Linked DNA regions of Triticum aestivum: region 2 is linked to region 1. A link is a contact called in public Hi-C data. All regions are on one chromosome and are shown on one strand. The core of a region is the stretch at or near the end of the contact, and the rest is flanking DNA. Distances in the headings are between cores, read along the strand shown. Region 1 holds the start of LOC123128610 (serine/threonine-protein kinase RIPK). Region 2 holds the start of LOC123128611 (isoleucine--tRNA ligase, chloroplastic/mitochondrial).

Region 1 (5,536 bases), core at 200-2,699:
TAATATAGTAGCCTAGCCTAGGAGAATTGATTAAGAACACGAAGAGGCCAATTTTGTATTATCCTCGAGGGCACGTTTCCTACCCCCTCACAATGACAGGGACATTTATGCTTGTCTGATCCCGTCCGAGGCATAGACAATTGAGATAATTCAACCGGGAAAAAAGGCTACTGGTTATACGCATATTCAAATTTGTGGTTGTTAGTGGCTAACAGTAATTAAGTATTTATACTACTAATTAATAGAGGTTAAGTCCATGGCTTTGCCCGTTCAACGGATCAAAGTCTCCGCGAGATCATCATTAGAGAAATATAAACCGACAGAGATCGGCCAACCAGCTGGTTTTAGAACGTGCTGGCACGTACGCCCGCAGAAATGGGATACGGAGACGGTCGTCATATCAAATCGTATGTGCAGAGGCGCGCCGACGAACTAGTCGTGTGTCCGTGTACATACACAGGAAACGGAGGTATGAACGTGAACGGGATATGACATGCCCGCCGGAGTTGGTAGGGATGACGGAGTGCTACTCACCGATTCGAGCAGGATGTTGGAGGCCTTGAAGTCCCGGTAGATGACCGGCGTCTCCGCCTCGTGCAGGAACGCCAGCCCCTTGGCCGCCCCCACCGCGATCTTCAGCCTCGTCGCCCACGGCAAGCTCGCCAGCAGATCTGCAAGACAAATCATCCAAGATCAGTAACCATGTCGGCGTGATCAATCGGCGAAGAACTGTATGTGGACGAATTCTTACTCTTGAAGAGGTGGTGCTCGAGGCTGCCCCGGGCCATGTACTCGTAGACGAGCATGCGGTGGTGCTCCTGGTAGCAGTAGCCGACGAGCTTCACCAGGTGCGGGTGGCTGAGCTGCATGCCGAGGTAGACGACCTCGGCGAGCCACTCGCGGTGGCCCTGGGGGCCCTCGGCGTCCAGGTACTTGACGGCCACGTGCTGCGGCTGCATCCCCGGCACCACCTTGTCGTCGAGGAAGCCCTTGTAGACCGGCCCGAACCCGCCCTCGCCGATGAAGTGGCTGCCGGAGAAGTTGCGCGTGGCGGCCCGCAGCTCGGCGACGGTGAAGGCGTGCATCCCCGACGAGGCCAGCGTGCGGGACAGGTTGTCGAAGGAGAGCGTCCGCAGCCGCGCCGTCGCGCTCGGCGCCCGCCGCATCGACTTCTTCTTGGTTTTCTTGGCCGATGGCCTCGGCGGCGCCGTGGCCTTGGCCGTGGCCGTGGTCGCCTCGTCGCCGTCTGCCACCGCCGCCGGGTCCGTGGCGCCGCCGCGCGGGTAGAAGCAGCCCTTCAGGAACGCCCTCATGGTGCTGGCGATGCGGCGATCGACGGAGGTCGAGTGCTTCCTTGGCGATCGAGTGAAACGAACTGATTCCGTTCGTTCTTGGAATGGAATGGGGATTGGGAGTGGATGATGATGGGTTGACGAGATGGGTCGAGGTGCGGTGTGGAGGGTGGGTGGGGCGCGTGCGCGTATATATAGCGGGGTGGTGGGTTGGTCGGATGGCGCCATGGATGGATCGGGTCGTGGTCACGGGGGGAGGGGTAGCCCAGGCGCGGGTGTAAACGGAAGGGTCCGACGGTTTGACCTGGCCGGAGCAACGCGGCGCGGTAAATCGAATCTGCGTGGGTTGCGCGGACGGTAACGTTGATGGTGAGATTGCTCCGGCGAGTTGGGCATTGTGTGCTGGCTTGGGTTAGAGGTGAATGCGACTAGCTCGATCGCTGGCTGTAGGGAAAAATGATCCGGAACGCAGCTGGCCGCTGGCCGGCGTCTGACGTTTGTACGTATGACAAGGACGCGTGTGGACTCTAGCTCGTGTACTTCTTGGCTGTGCAAGTATAGTGCAGTTTCGTGGTCGAAATATGTACAATCGGTCAGTGCGTATGACAAGGATGTACGTACGTACGTGTCGCGCTGTGATGCACACTGTAGCCATTTTTACCACCTGCTACTCCTGTTGTTTTGCTGATAGCATACGCTTCTTTTTCACCACTGCAACTTCGGATGGCTGCTGAGGTAACTGGTAACGTCAGTTCAACGGAGCCGTTGAGGAAGGGCCACCTTTAGGCTATAGCTGCATTTGAGACGGAGAAATTAACAGTTTAATACTAGTACTTTGATGATGATGATGGAAGAAAATGGCCGCGTAGTTACGTGTCGCCGTCAGGGTGCGGGTGGGAACTCTCGCGGGTGCCTCTCGCTTTTGTAAAGGGAGCGTTTGGCCGGCTACAAAATATTGCTAGCTAGCTCTGCGTCGTCGTCTCATGGCCATGGTAAGATGGCGACGCACCCACCCACCATTCTCAAGAGGCTTCTATGGCTGACAAGACCAGTTCGCGCCCGCGTACGTACGTAGGAACGTTTATGTTCTTAATTAATTCTCAACGACTACCGGGATTTTGACAACATAAAGAGCGGAATGGGACTTAATTAGGTATTAAAGTTGTACTGACACTCCCCTGATCATGTCATCACTTGGCTGTTAAGAACCCATCTAGGGTTTCTCTCTCCCTCCTCTATCCCTTGATGGTCAGGGTAAACTTTTTCCTCCAAGCTTCGCCGGTGAGCCTGTGGATTTGCCCCCCCTCCCCCCCCTCTGCCTGTCGTTCCGGCGGGCGGTGACGGGGAGAGGAATCCCAGTGCCTCCGTTCCAGTTAGTAGTTTAGGTTAGAATTTTTTTATCCTCACAGGTGCAGCGCTCGAGCGGATGGCAGCGCTTTTTCTTCGAGTTTGCCTTCTAGGCTCCAATCCTTCTCGAATTCGTCCATCTGGAAGTAGTTGACGGAGCTCTGACGTAGATTCCTGTCGCTTCCTTGTGACAGTGAGGTTAGGGTTTCTCATCATGTGTAAAACTTTGGTGTCAGGTGTGTCAGATGTATTCAGGGGTTCAACGACGACGACTGCGGCTCCAGGGCGCTGGTCTTTAGGGCACGCACACGAAGATTTTCCGACTGTCATCGACAAGGTCAAGCCGGCTCCAGTATGGGAGCGGCGACAACGGCGTGTCGGCGGCTTATTCTGACGGCACCGGTGGTCGTTCGATGGTCTCGGAATCTCCATGTAAATTTTATTATGTTTGAGATGCTTTGTACTTCCAGTGAACTTTGATAATAGATCTGGATCATTTTTATGGAGAAAAGCATTAAAATTGTATTAAAATCGAGTAGTGTTACTATTTATCAACCAGGGTGCAAAATAAGTTATTCTTCACCCAAGGTAATCTTACGATCGCTTTCTAAATAAATTACGTTTAGAATATAAATAGTTACATGCATATTGATTCAATATGTAAAATTTTGTATAAAAAAACAAAAAATGTAGGTTATAAGACCAGAAAAATCACATTTTATGTATGTTTTACACTATGTTTTTATATTCGTAATTTTACGTAACATAACATATTTTTTACGGCGAGTACATATTTTCTTACGTTCTTTTTTTATGTATGAAATAAGACATAATTTACGAAACGTAAAAATACGGTGCATTGATGTCAAAATAGAGAGGTGACGAATAGCTGACCCTAAAATCGAGATACTTATTTTTGAGTCGGAGAAAGTAGTATGTATGGTTCTGTTCAAACTTTGCTTTCCTAGGCCCAGCTGATTAGCTTTAGTAGTAGGAGGCGGCGGCTTTAGCTCGCTACTAGCTCTTCTATCGTTTTGCACCAGGATGCCTTTTTTATGCTTTCTCTTCTGTTGTGTTCTGATAGTGGAACCTGACCTTTTTTTTTGAGATCGTAAGGAAAGAAAATGTTATCGTGTGGTGCGTGTGTGTGGACCTGTCAGTTGATTAACTTTGCAGCATGATCCTTATTCCTTCCTTTCCCTTGGACTGCAATGAATTAAGCACATGTATGTACAGCCCGATCAGTCGATCAGATGGTAGCTCCTACTAGCTAGTACTACCAGTGTAGACGAAACCCGGGCTTGACAAATTATTAACTTAAGCACACACGTCATTTTGTCAAAGGGCGGTACATTATATTGCTGCGGAAGGCCGGGCGAAAGCGCAGAACCTTCGTTGCCTCGTTCGACCGGACTATGCGTGCTTGTTGTCGGAGATCAACGGTCTCGTTGCCCGAAAGCAGATGGATTTACGCACGTTTGGGTAGGACTCTCCTGCTCCAGCAGAGCACGTACGCGGCAAGCAATATGCATGCATGCATGCGGCGACGACGTGGCACTATGCATGCAAATGCAATACGCGTGCGTGACGTAAAGTACATCCCAAAGGGAAGGGAACCGTCCGTCCATTGATTGACTCCCAAGAAAAGGCAGCTAGCTGCTCTCTCTTGGTCAGATTAATTTTGCTTTTTGCATTTTTTGAAGAAAAAAGAGCTTTTACCCCGGCCCGAATGCGATCATTTCCATGAAACTGAGTAAGCAAAACATATCTATGATTACTTAGCGTGCTAGATAAAGCTCAATTGCATGTCCGGCCGGACTTGTCAAAGATTTGAATGTGTCTTTCGATTGGTCTTTCTCTGTTCTAGCAGCAACTGTTCTAGTGGCACCTTCGAAATTTAGATCCAGTGCGCACGCAAAGATTTGCCTTTTCGGGTCATGCAACTTTTCATCGCCCGATCGATTTGGTATGTTCTACCGCGTCGTAGTACTACTAGTTGTTCCCTCGAAACAAACAAGTCATAGGACCCTTCTAATTAACTACCGAGACGAGACGAGAAGCGACCAATTCATTCACATGTACACGTCTTTTAATTTGCCAGGCAACCGATCGATCGATCGAGGTAAACACAAGGCGCGACTGCCACTGTTCTTTCTCGCAGCGTCAAACAATCAATTATGAACGAACTACTCCATCCGTTCCAAAATATAAAACGTTTTTAACACTACGGTAATTATCAAAAAACGTTTTACATTTTGAAAAGTGTTAGAGAACATTTTACACTTTGGGACGAAGGAAGTAGTAAACAAAGTCGCAAATCAAAATAAACTTAACACCACTAGTACAGCTTGTTTACTTGAGCCACAAGCATACAACTCGATCGAAGAGGCCGGCCGCATTAGTTAGCAGTGGATGGCAAGGGCATATTAAAACAGACAATTATAGGAGAGACTGATAAACGGAAGAGTCCGACGGTTTGATCTGGCCGGAGCAACGCGGCGCGGTGAAACGGATCTGCGTGGTTTGCGCGGCTGGTGACGTTGATGGTGAGATTGCTCATTGCTCCGGCGAGTTGGGTATTGTGTGCTGGCTTGGGTTAAAGGTGAATGCGACTAGCCCGCTAGCTGTAGGAAAAAATGATCCGGAATGCAGCTGGCCGCTGGCCGGCATCCGACGTGTGTACGTAACGACAATGACGCATGTGGACTCTAGCTCGCGTGCTTCGCTGCAAGAGTGTATGTGCTGCAATTTTCTTGCCGGCATACAGTTTTCCCGGCCAGTGCGCATGACAAGGATGTTTGTACGTACGTGTCGCGCTGTGATGCACACTGTAGCAATTTTTTTACCACCTACTGTTGTTTTGCTGATAGCATTTCGTTTCCACCACTGCATCTTCG
Region 2 (4,750 bases), core at 1,848-4,347, 530 kb after region 1:
ATGCTTTATTCATGTAATTGTGTGAAGTGGCGATTGTAAGCCAACTATGTATCTCTTTCCCTTGTGTATTACATGGGTTGTGTGAAGATTACCTCACTTGCGACATTGCTTTCAATGCGGTTATGCCTCTAAGTCGTGCTTCGACACGTGGGAGATATAGCCGCATCGAGGGCGTTACACCAGGTCAGCTACATCATGCTTGTGCTGAGATTCATCAATCCATGTAGTTGTACATTGGTGGAGTTAGTGAATCAAAAACTTATGGAATCGACCCGTAGATAACTCATTCCACCCTAGTGATTATCAAAGAACTTATTGCAAGGAGTTTTTCTAAATGATGGCCTGAGGGGCTGCTAAGTTACCTGGGCCTGTAACTTTTGACCGGGTGCTGGAACATACCCCGGTAATTCCCGCGAAAATAGCATGGTAATTTCGCACCGCATGGCTGGTAAGTTAAAATACCCCGTGCCCTGTTAACTTCAATTCGGGGGAAAAAATTTGAAACATACACCGATAACTCCTTCCTAAATAGCATTGTAATTTAACACACCACAGACATGATAACTTCAGTGTCTAGTTCATGGGGAGAAGATTGGGAAACCTTTTTTTTTTGCCTCCCGTACCTTCAGTGTAAACTACATGATAATTTACGCAATGCAGGCATGATAACTTAGGTATAAAAACACGGTAAGTTTGACACCCGGTGGAGCAATGTTGTTGAAAAACATACCCATGTAACTAATGTGTAAATATCATGGTAATATAGGCATCGTAGGCGTGATAACTTAAGTTCAGAACATCGCGGTAACTTTGTCCAAAGAGGAAAAAATTATTGAAAACCGTACCCCGGTAATTTATGTGAAAATAGCACTGTAATATACGAACCACATATCTGACAATTTAGTACAAACATCGCGGTAAACTTAACCAGGGGGAAAAAGTTATTGAAAAGAAACTTCTATGTAAATAGTATGATAGTATACAAACTTAATATCTCATAACTTAAGTACAAACAACGTGATAACATTCTTTACTGGGGGGGGGGGGTGTATTGAAAAATATCCTCGGATAACTTCTATATAAATAGTATGATAATATACAAAGCTCACACGATAACTTAAGTACAATCACCACGGTAACATTTGACAAAGGGAAAACGTTGTTTACGAACATACCCCAGTAATTTCTATGTAAATAGTATGGTAATATATGACCCTCATTTCTGATAACTTAAGTGCAAACGCCGTGGTAATTTGCGTCTGAAAAGGAGGGAAGGGGACTTCTGGGTTTCTGAACCGTGTGAACCGATATGAAACATGCAGAAAAAAATGGAACTAGAATGCATAGTCCTAAAACCCAAACAAATGAGGCTGGTGTCTTGGATTTTCACTTACTGCTGGTTGTCTTTTTTTTTTGTTTAATCTCATCTCAAGTAGATACATCTAGCATGTAGATTGAATCTAATCAATAAAGGTGGCTAGCACAGCTGGATGTCATTACCTACAGTACATAAGATATTTATATGAAAAATAATCAATACCTACATTACTAAAGTTATACAATATGAAAATTAAATTCATGATACATCTAATGATATTGATTTCATTATGAATGTTAATTTTTTCCATAAAGTTGGTTAAACTTTACGAAGTTTGACTACAAAGAAATCTTATATGCAGAGTAAAAAGGACTGGAGAGAGCACTAGGTTGAACTATAATATACATATAGGATGCAGAAGGAACAATAGTCAGGTGAGTGGTAAGATATAAAGGGCAGATGCCGCTGAAATCATAGAAGATGATATGATGAGGGACGGGTCCAGGGTCTATGCGGGAACCACGTCATTTAGATGTGCAATAACAATGTCGCATCTAAATGCGCCTTAGACGGGTTCATAATTTTAGGGTTCGATTAGAGATGCACTAACACCCCCCTCAAGTCTCACATGTCCTCGACCTGAAGAGAGCAACTACGGGCACATCATGGGCACCAACATTGACTTGTTTGTAGGATATCCTTCTGCTAAACATGTTCACACTACTTGTAGGTATGTGCAACGTGAGCTCCATCAGTTCCGAGGGCGACGTGGTATAGTTTAGCATTCTCGATTTGCCGTGCTAGGACCAAGCCGCAGTTTTCTTTTAACCGAATTGACTTCTAATTTACTTCTACCGTAGCAGAGCATATACTAGTAACTAATTCCGACAAGTTTGAATTTGCGTGGAGCCTGCGTAATGCTAATTCCTACTCTTGTGATGCATTGTAGAAGTATATAACATGACGCTTGGCACGCAAGTAAGTGCTTTTTCTATATATAGTACAGGGTACAAGGTAAAAGTCTCTCCACCGATTTGAGAGATTGAGACCCTGGCCGAACATCCAGCTCGTGAGGAAGATGGCTCCGGTTTCAGGTAAAAATTCTCCGGCGTTCTATTTCCTCCCGTCTCAGTGATCCATTCCCACATCATGTACTCTACTGCTACCTTCGATTAATTCATTATTATGACACTTCGTGCCTGGCCATGTTCTGAACAAGCTAAATAAGAGTTACGAGTCCAGTGGCCGCCATGAACATGCATGGAGATTGGCTGTAGCAAATGTGAAGCAGAATCTATTTTAAATCATGAGTGAGTGAGAGAGGTCGTGGTTTTGAACTTTCGAAACCTTTTTTGGGGATGATAGTTGCGATTTTAACTGCAAACGAGCTGAGATTTGTCCACGGTAACAAAGCTCCGTTTGAACCGACTTGAGTTGTGCTTGTGCAGGAGCCAGCCTATGCTGCTTCTCGTCTGTACTGTATGTATTTCTTTGAGAGGTTCTTCTTGCTCTTCCCCAGAGTCCAGACTGCCAAATTATTATCTTTGAGCGAAAAAAACACACTATTCGCAGCCTTTCCATTTTGGGCCAAGTGGGCACGGGAGCGTGTCGAACAGCTAATAGAGCCCAAGTTGACCTCTACAGCGCGGCCTAGCCCAGTAGCTCCCTCCTCACAAAGTGGCCCAACCATGATGACGCCCTCTTCACAAAGTGGCCCAACAAAGAGGGCCCCACACGGCAGCCTCATCGGCCTCCGCGAACGAGCGAACCCCCCAGGCCCCCACACCTAGCCCACAAAAAAAAACCTCCACACCCCTCTTCTTCGGTTCAGGCTCTCTCCTCCTCCCCTCTCCCCTCGCTCGCCAATCCCCTTATCCCCGATGCCGCCATTGTCGCGCCCATAGCAGAACCCACCTAGCCGTCGACCGGCCTGGCGGGGCCCCCTCCCCAACGGAACCAGTTCGAGCTCGCCCGCTCGCTCGCTCGTCTCGCGGCGCCGGCGTCGGATGGACGCCGCCTCCTGCTGTCGCGTAAGCGGCCCCCCCCCCCCCCCCCCCCCCCCCCCCCCCTTGTACTGCCGAAGCTCCTAGAGGCACTCCTCACGAGCCCCCGCTCTTCCGCAGGTCTTCTCGACGCAGAGATGCCGCTTCCCGCTGCGCAGGCTGGGGGCGGCCCCGGTGGCGGCGCGGCGGCCGTTCTCCACCGAGCTGAGCGACCTCTTCGCCCCGTCGTCGTCGGCCTCGAAGCGCCGGTCCCGGGGCCCCGTCATGGCCGCGAAGAAGGCCGCGGAGGGTGAGCCGTCTCTCGCTCGCGTCATTAGGGGTTCAGGGTGGGGTTTTTGGTTTGGGGAATCGGCGACCGTCTGTTCCGTGTTGCAATGGGGCGTCCGTTTTTTGAGGTCGATTGCTCGTGAGTTGCATCCGGCGCTAGGGACTAGGGACACAAGCAGTAGTAGGATTAGACGAATGAATTTGAGTGCAGTTTCCTGAGCTTCGGATCGATTGCGGATCAGGGTTCTGAGTGAAATTTGCCCGTGGTCGTAGTTGGGACTGACGGGGTGTTCACTTGATGTATGCGTGTAACTTGAGCTTAATCTGGTCGGTTTAGCTTGATAGATGTTGCTCTTTGACAAATGTTTCATGCTGGGTCATTCCATTGTAATTAGGTCATTGTGTATGCAATTTTTTATTTAAGGTGTCTACGCCTTCATCACAATTTGTCACCATGTTCTCTTTTTGGTCTGTATGAGACTTCCATCAATATAAGCTTTCTGCATCCAGTGTCTTGGTATCAAAGCAATCTTGGTTTTCATTTTGTGAATAACTAGAAGAACAGGTGAGCTTATTTTAGATGTTGGATGGTGGAAACAGTGCTCAGACGGTGGTGATTGTGCTTGTGATGATGCTAACCGATTGAGATTATATGCTATATATACCCAGAATATGGCAATTTGATGATTTAATGAATAATTCTGCTATTCTTAGAAGTTCAGAGTTAAAAGTTAGAAAAACTCTCCATGTTTAATATACCTGAGTGCAGTCATGGGGATAAAAGTTCCTTCCATTGAGAGTCTCAATAAGACATATGGTAGTCTCTTTTTTTTGCGGGAAACAGTCTAGGTAGTCCGATTTGGCATGTTTCAAAATAAAATCTCTTAATGATATAAGTGTTTTGATCTGGACCATTTGAAACTGAAATAAGCATTTAGTTGATGTTTGACAGGTTGAGTCTCGTTTTAGTCATTGGTCCTCCTTGGGGTGTTAGAACACAGAGGTACCTAGAACTGATAGCTTGTCGGTTTTTCCTAGGTGCAAAACAAGAAGATGGGAAATACAAGCACACGGTGGATCTCCCAAAGACGAGTTTTGGCTTGAGAGCAAACTCTGTTATGCGCGAACCGGAGCTCCAGAAGTTGTGGGAGGAGAACCAGGT

The links. A called contact is a pair of places that touch in the nucleus more often than the background predicts.
Region 2: a Hi-C map of leaf shows a contact between it and region 1, with 5 times the contacts expected there. The contact joins the promoter of LOC123128611 here to the promoter of LOC123128610 in region 1. A contact is called at or near these places in 2 of 5 Hi-C or Micro-C datasets (both in leaf).

What each region holds. Positions count from the first base shown.
Region 1 is chr6A:573,153,121-573,158,656 of IWGSC CS RefSeq v2.1, forward strand. LOC123128610 (serine/threonine-protein kinase RIPK) reads right to left here and starts at 1,450. Exons shown (of 3, transcript XM_044548655.1): 1 at 752-1,450; 2 at 535-671. The coding sequence starts at 1,313.
Region 2 is chr6A:573,682,737-573,687,486 of IWGSC CS RefSeq v2.1, forward strand. It overlaps LOC123128611 (isoleucine--tRNA ligase, chloroplastic/mitochondrial), which reads left to right and starts at 3,098. Exons shown (of 22, transcript XM_044548657.1): 1 at 3,098-3,348; 2 at 3,442-3,610; 3 at 4,627-4,750. The coding sequence starts at 3,325.